Linked DNA regions of Arachis hypogaea: region 1 is linked to region 2. Evidence: chromatin contacts called from public Hi-C data. All regions are on one chromosome and are shown on one strand. Each heading gives the region's core, a stretch centred on a gene start, on an enhancer-like site or on the middle of the called end of the contact. The rest is flanking DNA. Distances are from core to core; before and after follow the strand shown. Region 1 holds the start of LOC112706825 (probable CoA ligase CCL7). Region 2 has its middle 12 kb from the start of LOC112706824.

Evidence for each region. A called contact is a pair of places that touch in the nucleus more often than the background predicts.
Region 1: a contact with region 2 is called in a Hi-C map of leaf, with 2.3 times the contacts expected there. The contact joins the promoter of LOC112706825 here to the enhancer-like site in region 2. A contact is called at or near these places in 2 of 8 Hi-C or Micro-C datasets (both in leaf).

What each region holds. Positions count from the first base shown.
Region 1 is chr8:29,365,592-29,372,205 of arahy.Tifrunner.gnm2.J5K5, reverse strand. LOC112706825 (probable CoA ligase CCL7) reads left to right here and starts at 3,760. Exons shown (of 5, transcript XM_025758332.2): 1 at 3,760-5,085; 2 at 5,987-6,132; 3 at 6,216-6,283; 4 at 6,372-6,474. The coding sequence starts at 3,879.
Region 2 is chr8:29,287,084-29,294,045 of arahy.Tifrunner.gnm2.J5K5, reverse strand. No RefSeq gene overlaps it. Among protein-coding and RNA genes, the nearest start is that of LOC112706824, 12 kb to the left of the region's middle. Within about 2 kb of position 3,680, at least 2 of the 3 cell types and tissues checked have open chromatin away from gene starts, as enhancers often do.

The sequences.
Region 1 (6,614 bases), core at 2,511-5,010, 78 kb before region 2:
AAGATGGAAGCCGCCAAAATTAGGATGGGTAAAGCTTAATGTAGATGGAGCAAGGAAGGAGGAGGATCGTACTGCTGGATGTGGGGGTTTGATTAGAAATCATAAGGGAGAATGGATTGGAGGATTTGAAGCCAGAATAGAAGAGCAAGGCAGCATCACCCATGTTGAAATTTGGAAAATACTCAAAGGAATGGAAATGGCATGGGATCTCGGTATGCAAAGAATAATTGAAACGGACTCGAAAGAATTTTATGATTGTATTAACAGGGCTGAAGAAAAAGGAAGATATCACAATACTCTCATTCGAGACATTCTCAACCTCAAAAATAGGTCTTGGAAAATTAAAATTCAACATACTCAGTCTCAGGAAAAGAAACAAATGTGCCAACTGGCTAGCAAAGGACAGCTTAAAATTAGACACATATTTTTTATTCTTGAACATTTCCCCTGTTGAGTTAGGATCACTTCTTGTTGATGATCAAAATGAGATGTCTGTGTCCCGTGAAACTATAACTTTGTAACTCCTTTCTCTTGGACTTAGGCTACGTAAATAACCAAAAAAAAGAACGAAACAAAAATGATTTTGATGTAGTATAGTTGAGTAACGAATATGTCATACTAATACCAAAAAATAAATAAACATGTGACACAGGGAACTATATATTTATGTCATCCAGATTAGAATCTTTTAATTTTTTTTCCAGGACTATATTAACAAGTCAATCAACACTAAAAAGATACCCTTAAAAAAAAAATTTTCAATGACAATGAAAAAAAATAATTTAATAAGTCAACTAATGTAACTGTCTTACTTTATTTGAAATCCGACGCTAATACTCTAAGCATACCGTCCTTAATGAGTTTTTTATTTGAAAAAAACATATCAACATCAAACTTTCATAATTAAATACTAGTAGTCTAGTATATACCGAGTATAACTAGAACAAACAACCTTCTTTAATTCTTCTAACAAATTAGATTCTACAGTAGAGATTGCAATTGAATAGAGCCTCGAGTTTGAATATAAGTGGGAATGGAGGCAAAGTGCAAAAGTGTTATTTAAACTCTATACTTTAGGCCTAAAAAGTGTGAGGGAATGCTAATGCGTGAGCCTTTTGCCATTTGCTTTGTTCCCATCGAGTAACCTTGCCATCCAAAATACAAGTAAATTAGCTCAAGGCCAATAAATCCAACACACTGTTCTTGTCCCTTTTTTCCATTCTCCCTCATGTGCTGACTCGTATAATCACATTACTGCCACTAAGTATAGTTTAAAAAACGAATGGTACAACAATAATCAATTTAAGCTTTGTCTTTTCAAATTTTCTTACTTCTTTAAAATTTTCAATGAATATAATCTTACAAACCACAAAATTCAACCAATATCGAATATAAAATTTGACTTAAAATATGTACACAGAATTACTTAGTGCTCAAATCAAGTTTGAGTTGGTTAAAAATTAAAAGTGGACTAATTTTTAAATGCTGCTTAAACATATCTTTTTAATCTTTTTTTAAAATAAGTTATATACATTATTTTAAAAATAAAAAAAGAAACCATAGTTTATTATTTTATTTGCTTTCTCTAATAGCAAATTAGTTTTTAAGTGCTCTATTCTTTATCATATTTTAAGCTGACTAAGTAAATAAAAATAAAAGTAATGTTTTTAATTAATATTTGATAAGCTGTTATTAAGCGTTGATTAGGTAATTAATTTTTAATAATAAATGACATAAGCATATTTGTGAGAATGAAAGTAAAAAAACCAAGTTTTGAAAATCGAATCGGATCGACCGATTCAACCGAATTAATCAAGAATTGATTATCTGTTTGGTTCGATTGATACGAAGAATTGTCTGCAAAAATTGATTCAAAAATCGAACGAATTAATGGTTAATTAGTAAATTGCCAAAATCGGCCGAAAAGAGCGGGGCCAAATTAAATACAAAATAAATTAAAATATAATATAACAAAAAATTAATAAAATATCATTTATAGTATATAAGTCAAAATTAATAATTATATTATATAAAAATTAACATTCAACTACATATTTTAAAATTTTAATATTTTTAAATTTGTTCTACGATATTTCATATAACTAAAATTTTTAATTTATCATCTGAAATAAATTTTGAAGTATTCTCTTTTTCAACATATACAATCATATAATCTACTAACAATTCATTCTTTATATTATTTTAAAATCTTATTTTAATAATTTTTATTATTTAAAAAGTCTATTTAATTATTACTGTTGTTACGGTTGTTACAAAAAAAGTCAAAATAATTTTTTTTATAGCTATTACTTTTTTATATTAATCCAAACCTATATATTTTAATAATTTTTTAATTATTTATATATTTATACGTTTTTATTATTTTTTAAATTTATTTATTAATTACTACTAATATATTATAATTTACATCATAATTTATACTAACATATAAATTTTTTTTAATGTGTTAATATAATAATAATAATAATAATAATAATAATAATAATAATAATAATAATATTTTTTTTAAAAAAATGGGGGACCATGACCACCTCAGACCCCCTTAGATCTGCCACTGCTCACTGTCTTCGCCGATATATTTTTCTGTCTTTGCCGATAATTTCGTCTCTCACTGTTACTACGAGCTCATTCTGTCATCACCGTTCATTTCTCACCATATCTCCAGTAGGCTAATGCTTCTTCAATTTCATCTCTTTTTTAAATTAATTTATAAGTTCTCTAATTGTAGTAATTTAAAGTCCCTATCACTTGATATTGAATATTTTTTTCTCTTAGATACTTTGGTAGTTGATAATGGTGACAAGGTAGAATTATCAGAGGAACATAATGATCAATATTTCAATTTGAGGTAAAGGTTTTACATTTTGTATTTATGCCAAATTTGTTGACCTTGTCCCAATGACTTCAAAGATCTATGAAGATATTACAGTATTCGTTGAATTCAAGTTGCATCAATCTTGTGGTGCTTCTTGAGTGGCTACCAACTATGGATTCAATTTAGTTTTAGTTGTTGATGTGTATTTGATTCAGAAATTAGAATTATGGAAATTGTTGCTGATTATGGAAATTGTTGTTGATTTTTTTATTATGATACTTTAATGATATTGTTGCTGATTTTTTTTATTGTTGCTAATTTTAAAAAATTGTTGTTGATTTTCTTAGTTTTGAGATTAGTATTTTTGTTAAGTTGAAAATTTGATTGTTGATGTTTTTTTATTGTGATAAAATATTATTGTTTGTCATTTAAGTGTGTTTTAATCTATTTTAGTTATAAATTTTGATGTTTGAAGTTATTTACAATTTTTTATTGATAAATTATGTATAATTTATGGATTTTGTTAGGTAGATAATGGTTTTGTAAATGATGTGAACAATAAATTTTAAAATTGGTCTAATAAAGTAAAAATACACTACATTTTTAAATTATCCACCTAAATTTTTAAATTATCCATCTAAATCTTAATATTAGAATAACCATCTACTCAACTAATAAATTGAACTGATATATCTATTATTCACATTATTTACTATTTTTATTGTTTACTTATACTTTTCAAATAATTTATTTTGTGAAATTGTAAAATTTTAAATTTTAATAAATTAAAAATTATTAAATTTAAATATTTAATATTATATATTAAATTTTTAATAATTTTATTTAATATTTAATTAAATCAATTAAACCCAATAAAATTTCAGTTAAATCATTAAACCAATAAATTGGTTATTTTTCCGGTTCATTGACCAGTTCGGTTGTGTGGCGCTGCCACATATTGGTTTTAGTGCCTAAACCAAAAACACAGTTGTTCCTCCTCCTATCCTCTCTCTCTCTCTATTCTCTGCAATCCACAACCGCAATGCAGAGATCAGGCTTCGGCTCCGATGGAGTATACAGGTCACTCAGACCTTCACTCCATCTACCAAACAACCCAAACCTCTCTCTCGCCACCCACCTCTTCTCCAACGTCTCTTCCTTCCCCACTAAACCCGCTCTCTTCGACGCCGACACCTCCCAATCCCTCACCTTCGAGGAGATGAACTCCCTCGCCGTTAGAGCCTCCCACGCCCTCCAACGCCTCGGAATATCCAAAAACGACGTCGTTCTCTTCCTCTCCCCAAACACCATCTACTACCCCGTCTGCTTCCTCGCGGTCACCGCCCTCGGCGCCATCGCCTCCACCGTCAACCCCTCCTACACCGCCTCCGAAGTCTCCAAACAACTCAAAGACTGCAACCCCAAACTCATCTTAACCGTGCCGGACCAATGGGATAAAGTGAAGACCTTCAATCTCCCCGCAGTTTTCCTCGATTCGGATCCCACCGTCCACGTGTCACCATCGCAACGGGCCCCCAAGATCATGAGCTTCCACGATTTCGTGAAACTCGCCGGCACTGAAACAGAGTTCCCGAAGAGCAGCGTGAAGCAGAACGACACGGCGGCGCTGCTGTACTCGTCGGGAACAACGGGGTTGAGCAAGGGCGTGGTTCTGACACACCGGAACTTCATCGCGGCGGCGAAGATGGCGTGCATGGACGACGAGATGGCGGGGCAGATGCACGACGTGTTCCTATGCGTGCTTCCAATGTTCCACGTGTTCGGGCTGGCGTTGATACTGTACTCGCAGCTGCAGCGTGGGAACGCGGTTGTGTGCTTGAAGAGATTCGAGTTGAATGCGTTGTTGAGAAGCATCGAAAAGTACAAGGTCACCCACTTGTGGGTAGTGCCTCCCATCGTTCTTGCTCTTGCCAAACACGCCCTTGTTGACAAGTTTGACCTCTCGTCGTTGCGCCACATCGGTTCCGGCGCTGCCCCTCTCGGCAAAGAACTCATGCACGTCTGTTCCAAACGTTTCCCTCGCGCTATCGTCATGCAGGGGTATGGTATGACGGAGACTTGTGGGATTGTTTCCATGGAGAATGCGACGCGAGGGACGAGGAATAGTGGGTCAACCGGAATGCTAGCTCCGGGACTGGAAGCTCAAATAGTTAGCGTGGACTCGCTGAAGCCACAACCACCTTCAAAGATTGGCGAGATTTGGGTTCGTGGTCCTAACATGATGCAAGGTACTCTAGGCCTAGGGCCTTCTTCTATTTCTCTACCCAACTTGCCGTCAAATACTTAAAAACAATTTATTTCATTCACTAATATTTGTTCACTATTTAGCTTTGCAATTCTAGTTCATACACTGCCTATTTGCCTGATGTCCCCCTCTAAACAATTTCCTGTTACATATATACAGATAGTGACAGGTTTTGTGTCAACTTAAAAGTTTGAGCACAATACAATTTGTGGCTTCAATTTAAAATAGCTCAAAACTTCAAATTCAGGACTTGCAGACCAATAGTTTTAGCAGCTTGTTACGTATGTTGATGATTCCTTTACTTAGACTCGTTTTCTAAAGAGTAAGGTCACGAGTAGGTCCATAAAGATTTCCACTTCGGACTAATTAACTTTTGAAGGAAAAAAAAAATAATATCAATTTGATCATCCAAGTCCACAATAATAAACGATGGACACCTTATACTCTTCGCCTAAAACTTATTGGTGGTACTTATATGTACCATTAACTATTGTGACGTGTATATTTATACATAACAACTTTTGAAACAAAATTTCACCTCATTTAATAAGATTCGTAAAGAGCAGTTGATAAAGGTTATATGAAAACTCAAAAGATAATGAGTATTTCATTGTCCAAAACTATATCGTCTATTTATATGGTCACGCACCACTGTAGATAATGAAATACATTAGTAATTTTGTTTTGTTTCACACTATCTATTGACGAAAGAACATACATGTCTACTGGTTAGTGGTTATTATCATGAAAGATCTTATTGGTACTTTTTTTCTCCTTCAAGGTCTAATTAATTGTATGTCAAAATCCTCGAGAATCTAATTGTCATTTGATTCTTTTCTAAATTATAATCCAAGTATAACAAGAGTAAAGAACTAATATTTCAGGTTATCATAACAATCCACGGGCCACAGAATTGACCATAGATAAACAAGGGTGGGTACATACAGGAGATCTTGGATATTTTGATGAAGAGGGGCATCTTTTTGTTGTTGATCGCATCAAAGAACTGATCAAGTATAAAGGTTTTCAGGTTTGTTATTCTAATTCATTCAATTGACCCTGCCATGCCGTGCCATTCGAGTGTACCAATTCATATTCTGTTTATTTAATTAGGTTGCGCCAGCAGAGCTAGAAGGCCTTCTTGTTTCTCACCCTCAAATACTTGATGCTGTTGTCATCCCGTAAGTAACACATGCATGCACTATCTTCTATTCAATTCTATCTGCACAAGAAATGCATTCATGACTCATTTTTTGTTGCATTGAATAGTTATCCTGATGCTGAGGCTGGTGAGGTTCCTGTTGCCTATGTTGTTCGATCATCCAACAGTTCACTCACTGAAGAAGATATCATCAACTTTGTTGCTGATCAGGTAAGAAACATATATATGATTTTTTCATTTTTCTTAGTTAAAAAGAAACATAGGTTCTCAATGGATAATTGCAGGATATTTTTTTCTTCCTTTCTGTATAACCCTGTTCACTGTCCTTTTAGAACTGTTATTAGTGTTTG
Region 2 (6,962 bases), core at 2,431-4,930:
ATTAGATGGTGTTTTTGGACAGTAATTTGAGTTAAGATATAACTTTTTTTAGTGTTGAGGTATAACTTCTTTCATTTATATGGAGTTTTTTGTCCTAAGAGCACAAACGTTGAGCTATACTTTAGTTGTCGAAAAATATCAGAAGAGGTTGAGACCTGCAAAAAGATTCCAACGCTGAAGTAAAAAAAGTATAAGATGAGGTATATGTTATTAGAGTGAATAGTCTACCTTTCACGTAGTTAGGATTCTGTATTTTTAGAGTTGTTGTTGTTGAGTTAACTAATATAATTGATTATGACAAACATTAGATTATTGAGCAAATTAACTAATTAGTTTTGATTATTTTGGTTTAGTAATGCAGGCCAAATTTGATATATATTGCAGCAGCCCAATACAAATCAAGCCAAATCTATCTTAGTGGGTCACAAATCAATAGAAGCCCGAAGATAAGAAAAAGAATGTAAACGGGCTGAACTTGAGTAGAACTAACCCAAGCCCGACTTGATTTTAGCAAGCTAATCCCTTCATCATTGCTTCCAAAGCAACGTACACTTCTTCCTGCTTTGGTCAGAACTCAAAGAAAGAAAGAGAAAGCTTAGTTCCTAAACTGTTCACCAAAGAAGAAAGAAAGAGAAAGATTAAGTTTGAAAGGTGAAAGTCTAATCAACCATTTCAAACCACATCAAGCTAAGGCAGAGCTAAAAGGTAACCCATTTTCTTATACATACATCATATTTTCTTCTCTTCATCCTCAACGTTCTGCCTATCCATTCTGAGATACATAAAAAAGATGATGTCTGCTTTCACTGCTGTGCATCTACAGTCACAAGTGTGTCTTAAGGACCAAGTACCTTCTCAATGGCCAAGATCTGAGTTTACTATTGAAGATATCTGTTTCTGCTTTCCTATGGTGTTCGGTCAATAAGAGAAAGTCAGAACCAAAGTTTCTATTTTGAGGATTAATGGAAAAAAGTGAGATAGTGGGTTGGTGAAGTACAAAGCTCAAGAAGTTGACCTAGGGAGAGCAACCCAGCAACATGCAAGGAGATAAAAGAAGATTTTTCATCATTCAGAAGTAAGGAGAGATAACCAATGTTCTTGAGGTGTTTGTTCTGAGAAAAGCTCTCTGAAGAAATTCATCTACTTGGGCAGTGCTTTCTTTCAAAGAAGCTTTCCGCCAAAAATGAAGAACTGAATCAGAGACATGCAAATCTGGTTTATCACATAGCAAAGAGGCTATTGATGAGTCAATCTTCTTCATATTTTACAGATTGTAATTTATTTTTCAATGTTTATTTTTTTATAATTTCTTGAGTGAAAAGGCATAAGGAGAGATATCAAGTAAAAGCCAATGAGTGGAAAAAGTTCGAGTGATACACTTGAGAGAAAAGCCTATAGTTATTTCAGATTTCTTTAGGTAAGTCAGTGTCATGTATCTTGTACCAGTGAGGTACCCCTTTCTTAGTTGGGTGAGCACTAAGAGTGAAGAGTTAAGTATTAACATAGCCAAAGTCAATTTAGGTTAGAACTTGAGTGTGAAAGGATTGGGTCAATCCTGTGGAATTGGTGTATGTAATACTTTAACTATACTGGAAATTCCACCACTGTTGTGGTGGAAACTGGACGTAGGTTGCATAGCACAAGGCAACCGAACCAGGATACATGATGGTGTTAGCTTTTCTCTTCTCTGCTCTGTCCTGTTTTCTAATATTTATGAGATAAAATGAAATTGTCTCATAAATCTTCCGTTGCTAAGTTCAAACATATTCAGATAGCAAATTTGTTTTAAAGGGTTAAGTTATTAAAAGTAAAAGAAGGTAATAGATTTAACCCCCTTCTCTAAGCCTTCTACAACCTTCAGTTGTGCTATAGGTGCTTACTCAATAAGCCTAGTATTACAGAGCTGTTAAAGATATTTGCCTAATTTGTGGTAACTGCTTTTGAATATATTCAGATGATTCTATTATAGTCGAGATTCTCTCTAATTGAAGATAAGTCACCTTTATTATCTTACTTGGATTCTGATTTATAGGTATAATTAGGTCGAGCTATAGCTAATGGATTAAGAAGTAAATTTGGGTCGAGTGATAGCTAACAGATTAATGGGTAAATTTGGGCCGAGGTATAGGTTTTATTGCCAAATTATAGGTAATGGATCAAGACTTATTCTCTGAGTAATAGGTGGCAGTTATCGTGTAATACGGAATAGATCAGACTATAACGGTCGAATTTGAGGTATAACGACCGGATTATAGATATAACGATTGAGTTATGTGTTGGTAATTTGTAAGTCATGAAAATCCTAATGTTTTGACCTAATATTCAAATTATAGTTTGTAGCCGGCTAAGTTATAATGACTAGATTAGATAGTGTAGTAAAAAGGTAAATAACATTTATTAAAAGAAATACAATAAATTAAATACTAAATTGGTTATTATTATGTGTTTGTGTAGATTTTATGTATGTTATTTTGTATATTTTAAATATATATTCTATATAAATAACTGATTTATGGTTGAATTTAAAAAAAAACATGATTGTTGAAAGAAACACAGGACTAAAACAAAACTGAGTTATGCATAGAACTCAAAATATGCATATCAATTTGTTGAGTGCAAAACATTATGAACTGATGATGAGCTAATAAAGATGTGTATTGTATGATGATGATGATAAATGATCTTAAAAATGAGTAACAATTAATTTTCAAGTTAAAATTTTAAAGGAGACTCAGAATCACAAGGCAAATAGTCAAAATTGATATATATATAACAAATTAAAAGGTGCAAGCAAGAAAGCTAAGAAACATGCATTTTAAAGAAGCTAAGTTAATATTATAATAACCAAAATTAGATTGAAGTAGTAGTAGCTAGTAACACAGAGAGTAAGTAGTACACATGTTGTTTTATATTATAGTAACATTATTGATATATTTATATATATATGGATGGGATTTATTATGAGACGATGAATTGGAGGTGATTAGTTGAGAAGTTGAAGAGGTGGTTGTTGTTGTTGTTGGTAGTTTGTTGCTGTTCAAGAAGTAGTATCCTTTGAAGTTGAGAAGGGGTGCAAGGAATGGTGAGTGCACCTTCATGGTCAAAGCCATACTCCTCTTCAGCCTGCTCCAATAGCCTCAAGAATGCTGGGTTTCTCAAACAACTCAGTGGCATCACCAACCTCTTTGGAGCTTCTTCATCATCACCACCACCCTCAGCAATCACTGCAAAATGTCCTTCTTTCACATCCTCAGGCACACAATCATTACAAGATGATGACTTCTTGTTGTTGCTCCCCATTAACAAACTCTTATGAATTAGTTTCTCTACCACAAACCTAAAACTGTTACTAGTAGCACTCTTCTTCATGCTTCTAGCACTTAACTTAGCCATTATGATTATTATGATAAAGAAAGTAGCTCTGAATTGAAGTAGTACTGTATAAAAGTGTAGTTTGTGTGATTGTATATATATATAGTGGAAGATGGTGCATGTGGTATATGGCAGTTTTAAGATAAGATATAATTTGGAGGGTAGCTACATGGATATTTATTTGACAAAATAGAGAGAGATCGATGGTTGAAATAGAGTTAAATTAGGGAGACCATTGCATGTGCCTCCACTGTCTACCACCTTTCCTATACGTATGACACGTCCCTTTTCCTCATCTTCTTACAACATTCAAAATCTAGGGTTTAGTACTCTTAAGACAAATCTTTACCTAAATTGTTTCCATGTGATATATTATATCACCACAAATGTTTTAAATATGTCAAATATTTATGTAATTGGCAAAAAAAATTCAATTCCAGTTGTCGGTTCCATTTTGGGGACACTGTTGATGACTGCCGGAAAAAATAAAAAAATAAAAAAATTGGGGCACATTTATCAGTGAAGCTGAGACCATTTGCTCTGTGCAACCTACCACTTGAGTCATTTAATTTGAGTATATATGGCTCACGGGGATGTATGACTTTTAAGTACAAACTGCCCATGCTGCCATGTTTTCTTCTGTACAACTTTACTCTCCGTTATTCAAAAAATAAATCGTATATGCTCACCTTCCACTCCTCCAAAAACCAAAACCATGCCACAATATAGTTTTCAACAAACAGATTCCCCATGTTCTTTTCTTTAATTTCATTATTATTTTATCTCATTCCTAACTAACAATATAATAGACCGAGCATGATTTAGAAAACCAAAAAAATACACACATATATATATGAGACAACTTATTATTTTTTATCAATAAAACTGACAATAATAACTCTATCCGCAGTTAGTTAATAGGAAAAGTATATAGAACCAATTCTAAATTAGCCAAAAATGAAATAACTTAATTAATTATAAATATAGTAATTAATTTTATTTATTTATGATTTAAAATATTGGTTATTAAATGTTTCAGCATATTCAAATTAGGAGGAGATACGTTCAGTATCATTGCAACGTGAATCACAGAAACTGATTCAATTAACTTCCGTCTCTTCACCCTTTTCTCTCCAAATGTCTAAAACATGATAAATCAAAAAACAGATTCAGAACCATCTAATTTACAAAGAAAAGAAATATCCTAATACTTAGTATAAACATCATCCACGTAGAGATTTTGGATTCACTCAGAGACATTTGGCTGATTTTTTGCTAGAATCATCTTAGTTCCTAACATTATTGTATTTAATATAATCAAACTCGTTTAAATAGGGTTAATAATTTGACCCTTAGCGAATCAAGTTAATATCAGAATGAGTTGAACTGCAAATAAGATAATATTTAACCCTATTTGATTCGCACCCTAATATATATAATATATTAGTTAAAAATTATTATATATAATAAAATTAATGAAAATCGAATCTACATGTATCTTTTTTTCTTTTGTAATTTTATCACATATTTCATTGTGATTTTATTATTTTTAATTTTAATATGAAATTAATTTTATATTTTTTATTTTATTGGTATGTTTATGAAATACGAAATGATTAAATATTCTATTTGATTAAAAAAAGGTTGATTTGTTGTGTAGATAGGATTAAATAGGATTAAGTGTAGAGGTTGGTGGACTTTGTACCAGTCATTTCAGTGTGGTTGAATTTTGTTCAACAGTCCAAAAAATGTTCGTCTTTATTATGTTATTTCCACTGCTTGAAGAGATTGTTACGACCACGAAGGACAACGAATTCTAACTACAAATATATAAAAACCAAAACTACTAAGGACATTCCATCCAGCGTAAGTATCTGGATAATCTAAAATGTGACGTGGCATATCCGAAATTCTTAAGAAATACATAAAAAAGAGGATCAGATTCACCTTGAAAAAAGTAATCAAAAAATGGATTTTACCTAAAGTTTCAAGTATCTCCGACCAAAAATTTTATCCACCTAATAGTGAAATACTCAAATAAAGAAAAAAACAACTCCCATAAAAAGTACATAATAAAAATGTGCTACAACATATAAGTATCTTGCAGAGTAATGTCTAATGCAAAATTAACCGAGATGATTCCAGTGAGTCCTCCTATGGTGAATAAAAGGATGAATCCTACAATAAATAACATAGTTGTTTTATATTATATCGAGAGCCCCCTTCAAAGGTTACACCTAGGTAGAAAGGAAATTTGACGGATAGAGAAGTGGAATAATGGAAGCTGAAGGCGTTGTCCATTTAAGCTCCCTTTTTTTTCCTCTTCTTTCCTTCTCTACTTCATAATTCGACCAGTCAACCTAATCACGAGATTGAAGGATGAACCTTTTTTTAAAAGATTCCGGATTCCAAAAAGAGTGAAAAATGGTACAATATTGAAACTTGTTACGTTAGTTCGAATGGAATCTTAGCCTGCCTCACTTTCTTTTACTGCATAAGAGCCATAACATAAGGGTATAAACAAAGTCAAAGAATTTTTAGACATTCTTATTCTCAAGATTTAATGCTATTTCTTTCAGAGTGTTAGAATTTAAAGGTACAGATAGGAATTAAGGTTGAAAATTTTTTAACACTCAAGTAGAATAGAGTTGAGTTTTAGAAAGAATTTAAATTGCGAAAATCTACTCTACTATACTCATTACTAACTCTATTTATTAGTGACTAACTAACAATATTTAAATGTGCCAGTTAAAAATACTAAATTATTAAGATAAAAAATTCAATTATTGATAAAAAAATAATAACCAATATAAATTAAAGTTGTTGTCTCTTAATTTGTTTTAATTATGTTTGGAACCTTTGTTATTTGAACCAACCCTATTTAGTTAGTTATTATAAACGAAATTTAGAATTATAAAGATTACTTATCCAAATAAAAGGTCCAATTCTTGTCACAATTATTAATTTATTATGCTTCAAATTTAATGTTCTCGTCCTCCCTGTTGCCATTTGTGTTGCATTTGGAGATTAAAGCAATTAACGGGTCCAAAATTCAGGAAATTAAAATTAACAAATAAATAAATAATAATGGCAATATAAGTTAGATGGCAAATAATATATCTTAACTCAAAAGCTTAATTATTATTAAGATAACACATTTAAAATAAAATGACAAATAAACTATTAAAAATTTATATTTTGGATAGATTAGTCCTTAAAAAAAATATTAATAAAATTTTTTAAAATAGCAAATATGAAGATACTTTTAAATTAGTCACTACAATTAAGATAAAAAGTCTTAATTTAAACTAATTTGTTAATATTTATTATCCTAAAAGATTTTATTAATATTTTTTTAAAAATTAATTTATTCAAAATATAATTTTTTAAAAACTTATTTATCACTTTATTATGAGTCTTTTCTGAATATATATTTCATATTTGATCAGAACTCGTAAACCAATGTAAAACTAATAATGAATAAATGATGTGATGAGATACATAATTATAGAAATGGGAGTAACTGAGATGCAATAGTACAGTGTAGTGAAGAGCCTAGAGCCCTAGCCATTAAGGCATTATTTGTGGGA